Regions from separate parts of the Mus musculus genome. Here regions 1, 2, 3 and 5 are each linked to region 4. Evidence: chromatin contacts called from public Hi-C, HiChIP or PLAC-seq and promoter capture Hi-C data. All regions are on one chromosome and are shown on one strand. Each heading gives the region's core, a stretch centred on a gene start, on an enhancer-like site or on the middle of the called end of the contact. The rest is flanking DNA. Distances are from core to core; before and after follow the strand shown.

What was found. Promoter capture Hi-C pulls out the DNA fragments that hold promoters and counts their contacts. A called contact is a pair of places that touch in the nucleus more often than the background predicts. HiChIP or PLAC-seq counts read pairs in DNA pulled down with a chosen protein or histone mark.
Region 1: a contact with region 4 is called in a promoter capture Hi-C map of 3T3-L1-derived adipocytes, with 2.9 times the contacts expected there. The contact joins the enhancer-like site here to the promoter of Dkk2 in region 4. A contact is called at or near these places in 10 of 39 promoter capture datasets (the 3T3-L1 cell line, 3T3-L1-derived adipocytes, cranial neural crest and 5 more) and 1 of 484 Hi-C or Micro-C datasets (cortical neurons).
Region 2: a FOXA1 HiChIP or PLAC-seq map of pancreatic cancer cells shows a contact between it and region 4. The contact joins the enhancer-like site here to the promoter of Dkk2 in region 4. A contact is called at or near these places in 7 of 39 promoter capture datasets (the 3T3-L1 cell line, 3T3-L1-derived adipocytes, embryonic stem cells and 3 more) and 2 of 115 datasets of contacts at active chromatin or transcription factors (embryonic forebrain and pancreatic cancer cells).
Region 3: a Hi-C map of uterus shows a contact between it and region 4, with 4 times the contacts expected there. The contact joins the enhancer-like site here to the promoter of Dkk2 in region 4. A contact is called at or near these places in 2 of 39 promoter capture datasets (both in the 3T3-L1 cell line), 1 of 484 Hi-C or Micro-C datasets (uterus) and 1 of 115 datasets of contacts at active chromatin or transcription factors (the NIH/3T3 cell line).
Region 5: a contact with region 4 is called in a promoter capture Hi-C map of trophoblast stem cells, with 4 times the contacts expected there. The contact joins the enhancer-like site here to the promoter of Dkk2 in region 4. A contact is called at or near these places in 9 of 39 promoter capture datasets (the 3T3-L1 cell line, 3T3-L1-derived adipocytes, embryonic stem cells and 5 more), 1 of 484 Hi-C or Micro-C datasets (embryonic fibroblasts) and 1 of 115 datasets of contacts at active chromatin or transcription factors (kidney).

What each region holds. Positions count from the first base shown.
Region 1 is chr3:132,363,016-132,365,715 of GRCm38.p6, reverse strand. No RefSeq gene overlaps it. Among named protein-coding and RNA genes, the nearest start is that of Gm30147, 120 kb to the left of the region's middle. Within about 2 kb of position 1,320, at least 2 of the 459 cell types and tissues checked have an H3K27ac peak or open chromatin away from gene starts, as enhancers often do. A contact at or near this core is called in 3T3-L1-derived adipocytes, where this site is marked.
Region 2 is chr3:132,581,290-132,583,989 of GRCm38.p6, reverse strand. No RefSeq gene overlaps it. Among named protein-coding and RNA genes, the nearest start is that of Gimd1, 47 kb to the left of the region's middle. Within about 2 kb of position 1,374, at least 13 of the 459 cell types and tissues checked have an H3K27ac peak or open chromatin away from gene starts, as enhancers often do. A contact at or near this core is called in pancreatic cancer cells, where this site is marked.
Region 3 is chr3:131,768,746-131,771,445 of GRCm38.p6, reverse strand. No RefSeq gene overlaps it. Among named protein-coding and RNA genes, the nearest start is that of Gm29865, 120 kb to the left of the region's middle. Within about 2 kb of position 1,310, at least 6 of the 459 cell types and tissues checked have an H3K27ac peak or open chromatin away from gene starts, as enhancers often do. A contact at or near this core is called in uterus, where this site is marked.
Region 4 is chr3:132,083,949-132,086,648 of GRCm38.p6, reverse strand. It overlaps Dkk2 (dickkopf WNT signaling pathway inhibitor 2), which reads right to left and starts at 1,357. Exons shown (of 4, transcript NM_020265.4): 1 at 395-1,357. The coding sequence starts at 616.
Region 5 is chr3:132,432,902-132,435,601 of GRCm38.p6, reverse strand. No RefSeq gene overlaps it. Among named protein-coding and RNA genes, the nearest start is that of Gm30147, 45 kb to the left of the region's middle. Within about 2 kb of position 1,316, at least 2 of the 459 cell types and tissues checked have an H3K27ac peak or open chromatin away from gene starts, as enhancers often do. A contact at or near this core is called in trophoblast stem cells, where this site is marked.

The sequences.
Region 1 (2,700 bases), core at 71-2,570, 280 kb before region 4:
CAATGAATCTCCCATCCCCAAATATACTTCTGACACAGCTGTATTCTCTCTCCAGAATCAGCACTATTTCTTCGTGTGCTATAACTTAGCTTTAATTTACGTATACTAAGATTTGGTTTTTGTTTTGTGAAACTCCATTTTTATAAAAACACAATTTCATGTATCCCCCTGATGGCAGCAGAGACAATAGTTTCACTACCAATGAAATTAATCTCATGACATTTTCATGGCTCTATGTTGGGGCTATCCTTATATACTTCACTGAAAGTCCTGGAATTCTAGAAGAAAGAAGCTTGTTAAGATACAGAAAATAAATCAAGTAGAAAGAACACAGGAAGAACACAGCACTTCAACATTACACTGCAAATAATTTCATTTCCAAAACTGTGTTCCCAGTTCTTGGGTAGAACATCCTCATTTTTTCCTGCTAGACTGTCAACTCCAGGAGACTCTTTTGTTTTCTTAACTGTTCTGAAGTCCAGCATGCCCAGGAGGCCAACAAACCAAAATGGAAACAAATGTACCCTGAACAAGTTCAAGTTGTTTTTATCCTTGCAAAACACCACCCAGATTGGTGCAATACAAATGTCCTCTAATACTAGGAAGGTTTTCATCTAATTTTGGTAAACAATGGACTAAATATATCTACAGCGTTGAATTTTTCATAACAACAGAGTTCAACAAATTGAGGGAAAATTGCAATCTTATATTGAAGTTTAGTAAGTACTTTATGCTTCTTATATCCTAACTGATTCATTCATTCATTCATTTGTTTGTTTAGAGACAAGGTCTCTCTGCAATGCCCTGTCTGTCCTAGAACTGACAACATGGTCTATGTTGACCTTGAATTCACAGACGCTCACCTGATTCCAGTGCTAGGATCAGGGGTGTGTACCAGTACCCCCAGATGTCTTAACTGATTTAACAGCTACAGTACATTACTATTTCTGAAAGCTTTATGACGTGGATTCTCTGTCTTGCCTTGCAGAGAGGAAAACTGAGAGGCAGTGTCTGAGCATCTTGCTCCAAGTCATTCTCATTGTGACCTGGGTTATGAGTTGGTTTGCTTCATGGAAACTCTTATCCTCTTGTAAGCAGAGAAATTATATCCTCGAAATAGTTCTAGACTAAGATCTTTCTGAACCTTTATCTCAGATAGGAACCATGATGATACATTAGAGTATGTGATGCAAACATAGTGACGCCATTGGGATATTGACAGTGATATTCTATGTGTGCCAGATGTAGCTATGGTCTAGGGAAGATTGCTCCACATCTGTCAGACAAAGACTTTATTTGGGAGAGTGGAACTGGAGCATGGGTGTACACTAATAACCAGAAATCAGCTCCCCAATGAATTATACTTCACTGCACAGGAAAGACAAGCAGCTGGGTTTTGCATTGTGCAACGTGTTTTTGCTGTACTCCAAAACAACCACAGATACCGCAGTATTACATTGTGACAGCTCTTGAAGTTTAACTGTCTCTACTAATAAAGATCAACTTTTAACAACCAGTTCAGATCCCTCCCTTCTTAAGAAGTGCTAGTACCAAAAAATATGAGCAACAGTTGGGGGTGAGTATAAGCTCAGTAGTAGATCTAGACTCTGACCATGAAGTCAGGGGTGTTCCTGAGACTCCTTGTACAGAGGAAAGCTTAAGTGGACTCAAGATATGGATAAAAACAAAAGCAAGAAAGATGCAGTTGGTTCGGCAAAGACAATAATGGTATATGTAAAATTCAGAACTTCTTCAGGTGAATTTTCAGGTGATGATTTTTAAAGAAATCTAGCAATGAGAAAATACTTATGACAATTGTCCTTGGTTTCCTGGAACTGGGACATTAAATTGACAGTTTGGATCTTAGCAAGCAATAATTATTTTTTTCATTTTCTTCTTAGACTCTTAATTTTATTTGTGTCTTTATCATTTTCTTCTGCCTTCTTATTTCAGTGAAATAAGAAGGAAAAGTTTCTTGTGTCTCCTCCAGGTCAATCCCCTGCCTTCCAATATGTACATTGAGTTCTTATCCCTTTGTGTTGGCTCCAGGAACCTTGCCCTAGGTGTCTCCTCTGCTAAGTAAACTCTTAGTCATATTTCAAGGGTGCAGTTCAAAGGTCACCTCTTTTGTGAACAGTATTTCAGGTCTCCTGACTTGAGGGAAGCATTCTTCCTTTCCAGGTCCTCATACTTATTTAAAACTATCAACAATTTACATAGAAAAGGCACTAGAAGTGCAGATAGGGTTAGGGTTAGGGTTAGGCACTCTGGACTAGAAACTATGAGGATGGTGTGTAACAAACAGTATATGCCAATAAGGTGGTTGTGATGGCCATTCAAATATTGAGGCCACCATTTACAGGTGAGTAGATTTGGGACAGTGTTTTTCTTTCTCTGAGCCTTAGTTTTACTTTTATCAAAGTGGACATGCTGTCATCTCTTCATAGTAATGGATCCTGGGAATAGTGTATCTTCTGTCGGTGGTGAATGGTGAGCTGTAATATGTGTGTTTAGTTCTAGTGGTTTACTGAAGCTTTTAGTTAATTTCTCAGAATAAGGACCCATGACAGTGGATGAAATATTTTATAATCTTCTCTAAAATTCATGAAATGAAGGACAATAAAAGAAATAGGAGAATTTTATCTTTTATATAGCATAAACTTAAATACTATAACATTATTGTACTGACTATACTTTATT
Region 2 (2,700 bases), core at 125-2,624, 500 kb before region 4:
GTCTTGTTCAGGCAGCTGTGTACCTGAGCTATAAGCGGCATGAGTTCCCCTGTCTGTCATGTCTGGAGGATACTACTAAGCAACAGGTGACAGATCTGTCCTCTGGCTCTTAAAACTTTTTCTCCCCTTCCTCCAAAATGCTCATTTAGCCTTAGGGGTAGTGACTGCATTGTAGTTGTGTTAGTTGGGTTTAGACACCATAGTAAATTACTTTCTACCTTTTGAACAGTTGTGTCGCTCTGTAACAACCTCCATCTTTTTCACAAAAAACTTGCTTTGATGAGGATGATAGCTACACTTATCTGTAGGCATAAGGATCAGTGTTAAGGATACAGTTAGAATTATATTGGTGTAGAAAGACGGTGGTAGTGGGTTCTCCTCTTGGGTCTCCAGACATGGGTAGTTTACTAGGTTTAAAGCACCAGGCATGAATTTGTCTTAAGCCAAACTAGACAGCTGTTCATTACCCACAAGATAAAAGTACCACTATTGTCTCATTAGGGATATTTTTCTTTATTTAAATATTTTTAATTTTTGTGTACGGTTAAAACATATGAATGTTTTGCTTGCATATGGTAATAGTCTGTATTGTTTTGGAAGTGTCTTGTGTAAGACTCTGGGGAGCCTTAGCTTATGGGGGTGGGACCCCTGAGTGAATCATGTGGAGCTGAGAATCAATGTAAAAACAAGAGCAATTTATTGTTCCGATGCGTTGGGGTCCTACAAGGAGAGATGGTTCCCCCCCCCCCAGCCTTGACCCGTCCAGCAGGTTCTTCGAGGGTCTTGAGGGGCCTCCTCCTAAGAACCAAATGGGGGGGGGTTAGAGAAGGACGAGGGCCTTGTGCGAATAATGACACGGAAAGGTTCTGGAATGCATCAAAGCCCCAAATGTATTAGCCAGGCCCGAGGTTTAAATGCACAAGCAAAAGGGGAAGTTCAGATACTTATCAGTGGGAGGGGCAGGGCAATACAAGCAAAAGAAGTACTTATGGGGGGGCAATAGAAATTCTTTCTTTTGGCAGCTACACGGGGAAGCAGGAACTTGGTGGTATCAGGGTGTGGTCAGGACATCGGTGATGACTTAGGGCTGGAGCATCCCGAGGTTGTTCTCGGAATCCATGTGTCGGTGGCCCGCTTTTGACCCTTTTTTCTTCTCGGTGGGGAGAGGCCCAATTTAGAGATCAGGAGTTGTCTTAATAGCTCCCAACATGGCCTGTTTGGTCAGTCTTTATACAGCTTTTCAGAGCAGCAGCCATTAGCCACAATGTGATTGGCAGAAGAGTGTGACTTTAAAATTGATTGGTCTCTAGGGACAGTGGTGCCAGGGTCTGTTCTACAGAAAGTGTTTACATGCTCTAGACCTAACCCCGCCCCCTGCAGGTGGCTGCCCTCTAGGCCTCCCCCACGTGCAGGGGGACTGTTGGTCTGTCCTGTGGAATGTTAATTAGCCTTCCCCTTCCTGAGGGGAGGGGTCTGATGGAATTTTCCAAACGGTTCTGAACTGTACTCCACTGATCACTGACTCAAGTTGGAGTCATGCCTGGCACTGAGGTTTTGTTAGTCTATGGCCTTTGAGGAGAGCATTACCAACTGATGGATCACAGCTTCACGTAGTATATATACCCTGTAATGGTTTGAATATGTTTGGTCCAGAGAGGTGTGGCCTTGTTGGATGAAGTGTGTCCTTGTGGATGTGGGCTTTAAGACCCTCATCTTACTTTGCTCCCTGGAAGCCAGTTTTCTGTTTGCCTTCAGAACAAGATGTACAACTCTCAGCTTCTCTTGAACCATGCCTGCCTGGATGCTGCCAAGCTTCTGCCTTGATAATGGACTGAACCTCTGAACCTGTAAGACAGCTCCAATTACATGTTGTCCTCAAAAGAGTTGCCTTGGTTATGGTGTCTGTTCACAGTGGTAAAAACGCTAATTAAGACACACATGCACACACACACACACACACACACACACACACGCACACGCACACATCTATAATATGCTAAGTATGCTTCCAAAGTAATGTTTCTTTGTGGCATTTTCAAAGATTAGTATAGCACATTTTCTTTACCCATTCATATGTTGATGGTCACTTAGGCAAACTTGGTGTCTTAGCTGTTGTGAATAGTGTGTAATGAACATGCTGGCTACTTCAGGAAGAGGACAGGAAGAAAAGAAAAGCAAGTGTGTGCATGAAAAATAGAAAGCAGATTGTGTCACATCTGTTAGTGCCATATTTAATAATGCTGCATAGTTTTATTGGTGTTATTATTTTTATGCTGATGTTGAAGCTGGAACGCAGGGCCCATGTATGTTAGACAAGTGCTCTATCATTGACATACATACTTAGCTTTAGATGATCTTGATTAAGTGACAAACTTTTGTCCTTACCTGTCCTTTCCATCTCAGATCATTTGTCTTCTAACTGTGGGAATGTGTGACCTTAGAGAACATAAGATGTCCACTGAATGACCTTGCTAGAATAGCATGCTAGGGACCTTCCACTAGAAGGTTGTGGTGAACACACCTTTCCCGGAATGTCACAGCAAAATAGGCTTTACAAGAAAGCCCTGACCACAAGGCAGGTGCAGATGATGACTAAGAATGTTTCAGTTCCCACTTCTGCTGACTAAGACCTCATCTCACCCAGGGCCATCAATGCTGCTTAAGGAAGGTCATGAAAAGGCACTTGCCTCTCGAAAAGGG
Region 3 (2,700 bases), core at 61-2,560, 320 kb after region 4:
TGGCCAAAGAGGGTAATGGGAGAAGGGGTTTTTGAGGGTGGGACTGGAAGGGGAGGAGAGAGGGGCACCTGTGATTGGGATATAAAGTGAATAAATTAATTAATGAGAAAAAGGAAGGAAGGAAAGAAAAACCAGCAAAAAAAAATTGCATTCCCAGATCTGGTACCTACTTTGCATATGTAGTGAAAATCATACAAACATAGAGAACAAGAAACAACTGATTCCTTTCTTCATTTCGCCACCACATCTAGCATTGAGCACAAGTTTATAATCTGTGCCACAGAGACCAATTTATCTTGAAAGATGTGAGCTAAATTGTGCAACATTTTCTCACTGCAGAGGGCATAGCTCATCCCCTCATCCCTGTCACTCTGTCATCTCTCCATCTCATGGGGTTTCCACCCAGGTGAGGTAGCTGAACCCCTTTTCCTGATGCAACCATGGTATCACATCACAAAGGCTCTCTGACTTCCTAACAGTGAACACTCACTGTTAGCCATACTCTGCTCACCCAAAAACAACATGGATTCAAAGAACAAGTAGGGATTGAGGAACTATGTCACACCTACCATGGTTTATGTTCCAAAACAATTAATTTGGTTGGGATCTTCCAGTAAAAATATACATTTTATTAAACTGGAAATTGAATACTGATAATGGTTCCTGGGCCCCAGCATGAGAACAGGGATTATATGTTCCTATCTGTGACAGAAATAAAAATGATTACCAAAAAAAAATCTGTAAACATTGCAAAACATTCTTTTGGCCCAGAGCAGGAACTAAAATAATGAAGATTTATTGGGGAGCATGGAGTCTGGTATATTCGATGTTTGTTTATGAATCTATCTTTCATAGCATGTTAGAAAAAAAGCAGACTGAGAATATAACTCATTGCTAAATGTCTGTCCACATTGCCCTATCTGGGAGAATTAATAGCAGAATTAATTTTCACTCTATTATGATAGGAAATTCACATTGCATGGTTTGGGGGGCTTTTCTACTCATTGACGGCTGGAATGGGCTAGAAATGTGGACCATTACATCCCTGTGATTTTAAGTGAGAATGCAGATGAAGGCATAATATTTTGATAGTCAGTCCACTGTGTGTTACAACTAATTGAAAAAAGACTGCTGTCAGGCTGTTGTCCTCTTCTGGACAGCCATCAGGTCAATGATAGAGACCATAGTTTCCCTGTGTTTCCTGGAAACCCTATTCAAGTTTATAAACTTCATTTTAAGGAGTGTGACCACACTTGATGTGTTTACTTCCTTTCCAACAGTTTTTGCCCTTCAAACCCCTCAACACAAATCACCTCCTTAAAAATAAGTTTAATAGGCACTTTGTGCAAACATTGTGGAATTCACCAATGCATCTAGGTGCCAGGAGGCAAGAGAGCAACTGCTGAAGCCAGCTGCAATGTGGATTTGTAGATCCTGGCTTTCTTTTAATCTTAAAATAGCTCGAGCATCCCTGTTGTTGGTCATTTTTCAGATGGAGTCTTCTGTACTTATCTATTTCATATACGTTACTTATCCTGAAGCTTTCACAGTGTGTGAAAGAGTCATCATAAACCACTTTATCTGTGATATACCAGATGCCATGGGCAGGAGACGGTGAAGTCGCATCAAGGGAAAATGTATTCTTAGGAGACTTCTAGAACAGCTCTCCATTCCTCTGAAAACTCCAAACTGTGCTCTGTGTCCTGTCACCCCTGAGCACTTCTGCTTCAGTAAGGATTAGATGGAGATCTCACAATGGGTAGTTTCCAGAACCATTCCAAACAAGAACTAGAGAGGTGACTCAGCACATAAGACTGAGTTCTGCTCTCAAAGGAGACCTGAGTTCAGTTCAGAGTACACATACCACATGGCTCACAACTCCAATTTCAAGGTATGCAGCACTCTCTATTGGCCTCCATGGGTACCCACTCTCATATAGGCAAATGACCCACACATACATATGTGCATACAAATAATTAAAATTAAAGCAAATCTTAAGGAAAGAATCAATCTAAATAATAGTTAAGATAGATTATTTTTTTAATGCAGTACATAGCCAAGCCAACTCAACTTAGAAGGCTGTGGTACTCAGAGTGTGTTTTAGGATGCAACGCACACAAAGAAGATGGCTTTAACTTCTGTCTGAACATAAACAGCTTCCCTTGAAAAGAGTTCAAGTGCCTTCTCCTAGTGTTATTCAGTAATGATCTGCTTTGACAATAAGCCCCATCTAAATTGGATCACAAATGTAATCTGTGGTATTTTTAGGACTTCTTCTCAACATAGAAATACCCAAAGACTGAGTCTGTGTATAAGATGGCTCATTCTTCATTTGTAGACTCTTTGTTTGTTTGTTTGTTTGTTTGGTTTCTTTTTTATTAGATATTTTCTTTATTTACATTTTAAATGTTATCCCCTTTCCTAGTTTCCCCTCCAAAACCCCCCTATCTCCTCCCTCCTCCTCCTGCTCACCAACCCACTCACTTCCCCCTTCCTGGCCATGGCATTCTCCTACACTGAGGCACAGAACCTTCACAGGACCAAGGGCCTCTCCTCCCATTGATGACTGACATGGCCACCCTCTGCTACATATGCAGCTGGAGACATGAGTCCCTTCATGTGTACTCTTTGGTTGGTGGTTTATTCCCTGGGAGGTCTGGAGGTACTGGTTGGTTTATATTGTTGCTCCTCCTATGGGGC
Region 4 (2,700 bases), core at 108-2,607:
TAAGTGAACACTTAGAATCAAGGCTAGCACATCCCATTTGCTATGTCAGCTCCTGTTCACATCCATTGCAGCCTCCTGTTGGATGGAAGGACCATTCTGGCCCCTTTGCCAAAGAAACGCACTAGATCTTTAAAAGTACTCATGTCTCAACACAAAGATGAGACAGAACTCTAAACCTCCCGCTGTAACCCAGCATCCCAGCGACCAGCAAAACACCCAAGTCCTGGTACCCCTGCAGACCCAGCTTCAGCAACCCCCTCCCAAATAGCCAGAAGCGCCACACCTGGCTTGGGCAAGGCTTTGACTTTTGCAGGGCTCAAAGGCAAGCTGCAGATGCAAAAGCTCTGATCCCTACCTCTCCTGGCTGAAGAGTGTGTTTGGGGGGGTTTCCTACCTGCCCCAGGCTTTTGCCCTTCTTACTGCCGCCGAAAGCCAGTCCTTGGTTCATGCCTGCAGATCGGTTGGCTGACTGAGCAGGAGTCTCCCCTCCTAGAGAGGACTTGATGGAGTTGAGTTTGGCCCGCGAGCTGCCTAGCTGTGAGCTCTCCACCATCAGCACCGCGGCCAGTAGGAGAAGGCAGCGGGATGAATCCTTGACCCGCATCAGCGCGGCCATCTCCGGGTAAGGGGTTCCCGGAGTTGGGTGGAGCCCTGAAAAGATGGGAATGCCAGGGGAGTGAGGACGCCCGCCGACACTCAACCCCTCACGTGGGGCGCGTGGGCTCCTCACAGACACAGTTCCCCCAACCCTTCCTGGATCAGACACTCGGGACTCTTAAGAACTTAGTCTCAAGCCTCAAGCCTGGAGCAAACGCGACCCCAGCGAGACCCGCTCCTCTGACGGGCAGGAAGTTCTGCAGTCCCTGGAAGCAATCAAAGGCCAGACGCCTTCTCGCCAAGGAGGCGTGACCCAAGGTGCTGTTAGACCCAGCCCTGCAGATCGCCCTGCCGGCTTCGTTTGGTGTTCAGCACCTTTGCGCTTTTGCACGATTTTCCGCGGTGATGGAATCCTCCCTTAACCGCGCACAGGGTTCTCCCCAGCTGCTGCTTCTTTTTCTTTTTCTTCCTTTCTTTTCTCTTGTTTCCCCCGGCTCCTCTGCTCCTCTGTCCTCTCCTGTGCTTTAGCTCTCAACCTTTGCACCACTCAAGTCCCTCTTTTCCAGGTCCGCGGGGTTTGTGACTGGTGATCAGAGTCTCCCCCAACCCCTCCACCGGACTCTGGAGAGCTGAGGCGAGCGGAGGTCCCAGCAAGCGCACTCCCACTGGTGCGGTTAGGAGTTGTCCCTTGGTTCACACGGGGCCACTAAGCCCTGCCAGCGAAGCAGTGATGCGCTGCGCGGAGGGCCAGTGCTCTCTTGCTGCTCTCCCCCGCCCTCTTAGCTTTTTATAGCTTTCCTCAGTGGGTTTTCCTCCGCCCCCAATTCAAGAGTGACAAAGAGTGAAAACGTTTCTCTCCCCCACCCCACGCTCCCGCTTGCCTCCCCTTCCCCCAGCAGGCGCTCTTTCTGAGGCTGTCTCTCCTGCCTCTCACCTTTCCTACCCTCCCATCCCTCCTTCACTCTACAACTAAAAACTTGGGGTTCACCTCCAGAAGAACACGGGAAAGCTCTTCCTGGACGATCACAGCTCCGAGAGTGAATGGGAGTTTGGAAACAGGCAGAAATGAAGAGGAAAAGTTGTCCCTATTTGTGGTGACTGCCACTAACCATGGCTTCTTACTTCTCCCACCCAGCTTCAGCCTCCAGCTAGGAGCGCTGGAAAAGCTCTGGAGAACATCTGCAAGTTAACTTGGTGGACTGTGTACAGCCCAGTTAGATTTTAGCCTGAGCCTCTCGGTTAATGTGCTGTGTGAGACTGTCTGGCTGTAGGTGCTTTATGGGGTTCCGCTTCGAATAGGGGGGGGGAGATGAACAAAGGGGGAGGCAAGAGGACTAAAGGAAGAGGGGCGAAAAGACCAAAGAAAGAGGAGGGGGAATAAGGGACCATTCTTCCCCCGTTGAAGTGCTTGAATCTTTCTGTTTTCCTCATCCCTCGCCCAACCCGATATACACATTACACTTTAATCCAAACAAGGAGTGAGGAAGGGGATAATGACCCGACTTGTGCTACCTCAAGGCTTGATGAGGCACTTTTAGGGTGCCAACGCGTCCTCTGCAAAGAGGAAATCCCAGGCAAGAATAAAAAGCCTGATGGGGAACCGGGTGGGTGGTGAAGTGGGCCAGAAACTTCTGGTCCTGCCTCTTGAGCGCTGCCCCGCTCGTTCCCCCACCCCCACTCCCACCCCTCCCCCGCCCGGAGGCCTTGGCTAGCCTTTCAAGTCAGTCTTTGAGGCTCGGAGTTCTCTGCACTGTTCCACAGAGGCAGAGGGCCACCGAGCGAACCACTCTGACGCGCTGACTGGCTTGCAGCACTTGGGGGCGCCAGTAGCAGCAATCAGCCAGGAGCACAAACACTGCAGGAGACAAGCTTTGCCAGCAAGCTCTGGGTTAGGAGAGGTTTGGTCACCCAGGAGACCAGGAGCAAAGGTTGCTGCTTGTGTCTTTAGCAGTTCAGTCATGCAATCCCTAGCAGTGTCCTTGAGCCAAAATGGAGTCAGACAGAGGTCGTCCGCTGTGATGAACTGACTCCAGTAGCACACTCTAGAATTTTGAGGTTTAGGTCTCCTCTTTCACACCTAATTCTGGCATATACCAACCTGTC
Region 5 (2,700 bases), core at 67-2,566, 350 kb before region 4:
TATTGGAAAAAAATCTATATCACTTTAAAAGTGTTTCTGTGTTTTTATGAACACCTTGAGTATGAGTCCTGTCTTTTTCTGTTTTAACTCTTTCTGAGCCACCTGGCATCCATGGGATTGTGAATTACCAATCAACAAAACCAAGTACAAGGATTCCAAGTTTCTTGGCAGGTTTTGAAATAATAAGGGTTGGATCTCTCTGACATTGACTGACTCTATGACATGTTTATACATCTGTAAACTCATGGCAAACTCACTATTTAAAGGCAACTCCAGACTCTAGAGATAACCACCTAATTTGAAAAAATAAAATATTTTTTTCCTTTTAAGTTGATTAATTTAGTACGTCTATTCTATTTATACAATGATGTATCATATAAGAAGTAGCATCTTGTCAAAAACTCAGAAAGCTGTGTTTTCTGTTGATTCACGTCTAGGTCAGACTTGGTTGAAATGTGAGCTCCTTCCTTTGACCTCCATGTAACCCTGACCTGGGAGGACAGCATATCTCTAGGGTGGAAGATAATTTAATTTCCATGCATGTCAGGTCCCCCAGTTCTTCTGTGTGGAGGCTGCAAGAAAGTGTCAAATTCTGCAGAATCAGGTGTTCTGTGTTGGAGATGTGGAATACATTCTCCGGGGGTTAGAGTTGAGACCACCAAGTAGACTTCATTTTAAGGTCTTAAGGGAGCCTTGAAACCATAGATTGTGAAGATGGAAAATATTTCTTTACCCTGCAAACTATTCATCTTCCATTTCACTTTTAATATGTGTGCTCATGATAGCATCAACACAGAAAGTTCCAAAGGCCACATTTAGAACATCTAAGTTTATTATTTTACGCTGTTGCAGTTAGAAACAATGGTTGAAAATTCCAATGTGTCAAACAGGGCTTGGATTTCTAATGAGTTCCCTGTGTTTTTTAATCGCCAAATAACTGTAGCAGACTGCTCCCAAAGGTTACATGTGGGAAACTCGGTAATAGCTACAAGATAAGACTAATTCCACTTGGCTACTTGAGTTTCCTTCTTTCGCCACACATCTCTGGTCTGTGGAGTTGCCTATTATGCTGTTGAGTGTTTGTATACTTCTATCAAGACCCAAAGTTATGGCCTAACTTAATTTAGCACTTTGATGATTCTGAAGTCATAGTGATGTAAGTTCCACACAAAATGATCTCATCTCCTTTTCATCCCGAAGCCTCTCTGTGGATCTCCAAGGTCAGCATCCTACCGTAAGAATACTTCTGTTCTTACATGTGAGTTATGATAGCAAAGGAGGAAATGGCTTTAGGATGGCCATGAGATGAGTCATGAATGGGAAAATGCAAAGAGGAACTCCAGCTGAGAGACCCTTTGTCAAAGTTCCTACTGGCTTGGCCATGGCTGACACTTTGACAATGAAACAAAATATTTTAGACGTTCAAAGAGTAACAGGTTTCTTGGCGGTGGTGAGGCTTGACAGTAACTACGTCTTGGGTATTCAAGCACCAAATTCACACTCAGAATTTTTTTTTTCAGTTGATGGATAGCATTTTTGTGTCAGTTTACGCAGAACCCAGTTCCTATCTGTACTTTTAGTTTGGTATTAGATAGAAATTTTGTGTATGATGAAGCAAAGAGAAATTTGAGGCAAAAGAAACAAAGGGTAGTTTACTAGTGTTACACTATACACTGTAACAAACAACCGGAGAACTGGAAACAACATAAAAATCTTTTTCTTCTGTATAAGTTCAGTGCAGGTCATAGGGACAGGGACTCTGGTGCGTTACTAAGATCCTTCCAGGCTGTGGCTGGGTAGCTTGGTCTCATCTATTTGAATTAAAGAGACGAGAGGACACAAGGAAAAACAGGTAGCTATTGTAACAACCTTCATGCAGAAGTAAAAACTACATCATCAGCAACAAACCCAACAAGTCCAGTAGCACAAGAAGTGTAGAAAATGCAGCGCAGCTTTGTCCTTAGCAGTAAGGAAAGCAGTAGGTGAGGATCTGACAATTCTAAGACTGGGGTTCTCCTATTGGCTACATGAAAAATGGTTTGTTGCTGGTTGATGACATTATTGGAGTAATGGGGACTTTAGGAGATGGAGGAACTTTTCCAGGTTGGAGAAAATGGTCAACTGGAGGACCGCTGGGAAGGCAATCTTGTCCCTGCCCCTTTTCTAACTCTCTCACTCATCTGTGTTTGCCAGGGGTCATGAGATGAGAAGCATCCTCATCCAAAGGACCCATTGTATCGCCATGATAGTCTACCTTGCCTTAAGCCTATAACAGTACAGCCAGCTGGCCATGAACTCAATTTTCCAGCCAAAGTAAATCCTTCTCCCTCTAAGTTGTTTTTCCCAAGTACTTTAATCACAACAACACAAAGAAAATCTGATTAACACAGGAAGGGTGAGCTTTATCCTGTGGGTGAGATAAAGAAGAGAGATAGAGTCTACTGGGGTGGGGGGATAAATGGAAAATATTGCATGGTTCTTATTCTCTCCTAAATGATGTCAGCAGTACTTTTATCTCTGTTAATTTTCCCAATTTGAAATGTCAGTGTCTGTGTTTGTGGGACAAATATTTTCTTTTCAAATTCATGTAAATGTATTCCCACATTTGTGGTCCCTGGATGGAAACTGAAGAGTTTGCCAAGTGTTTGACAAGCTTTTCCTTCAAAATATCCCTAAGGTATTGATTTTTAAGACTGAGAC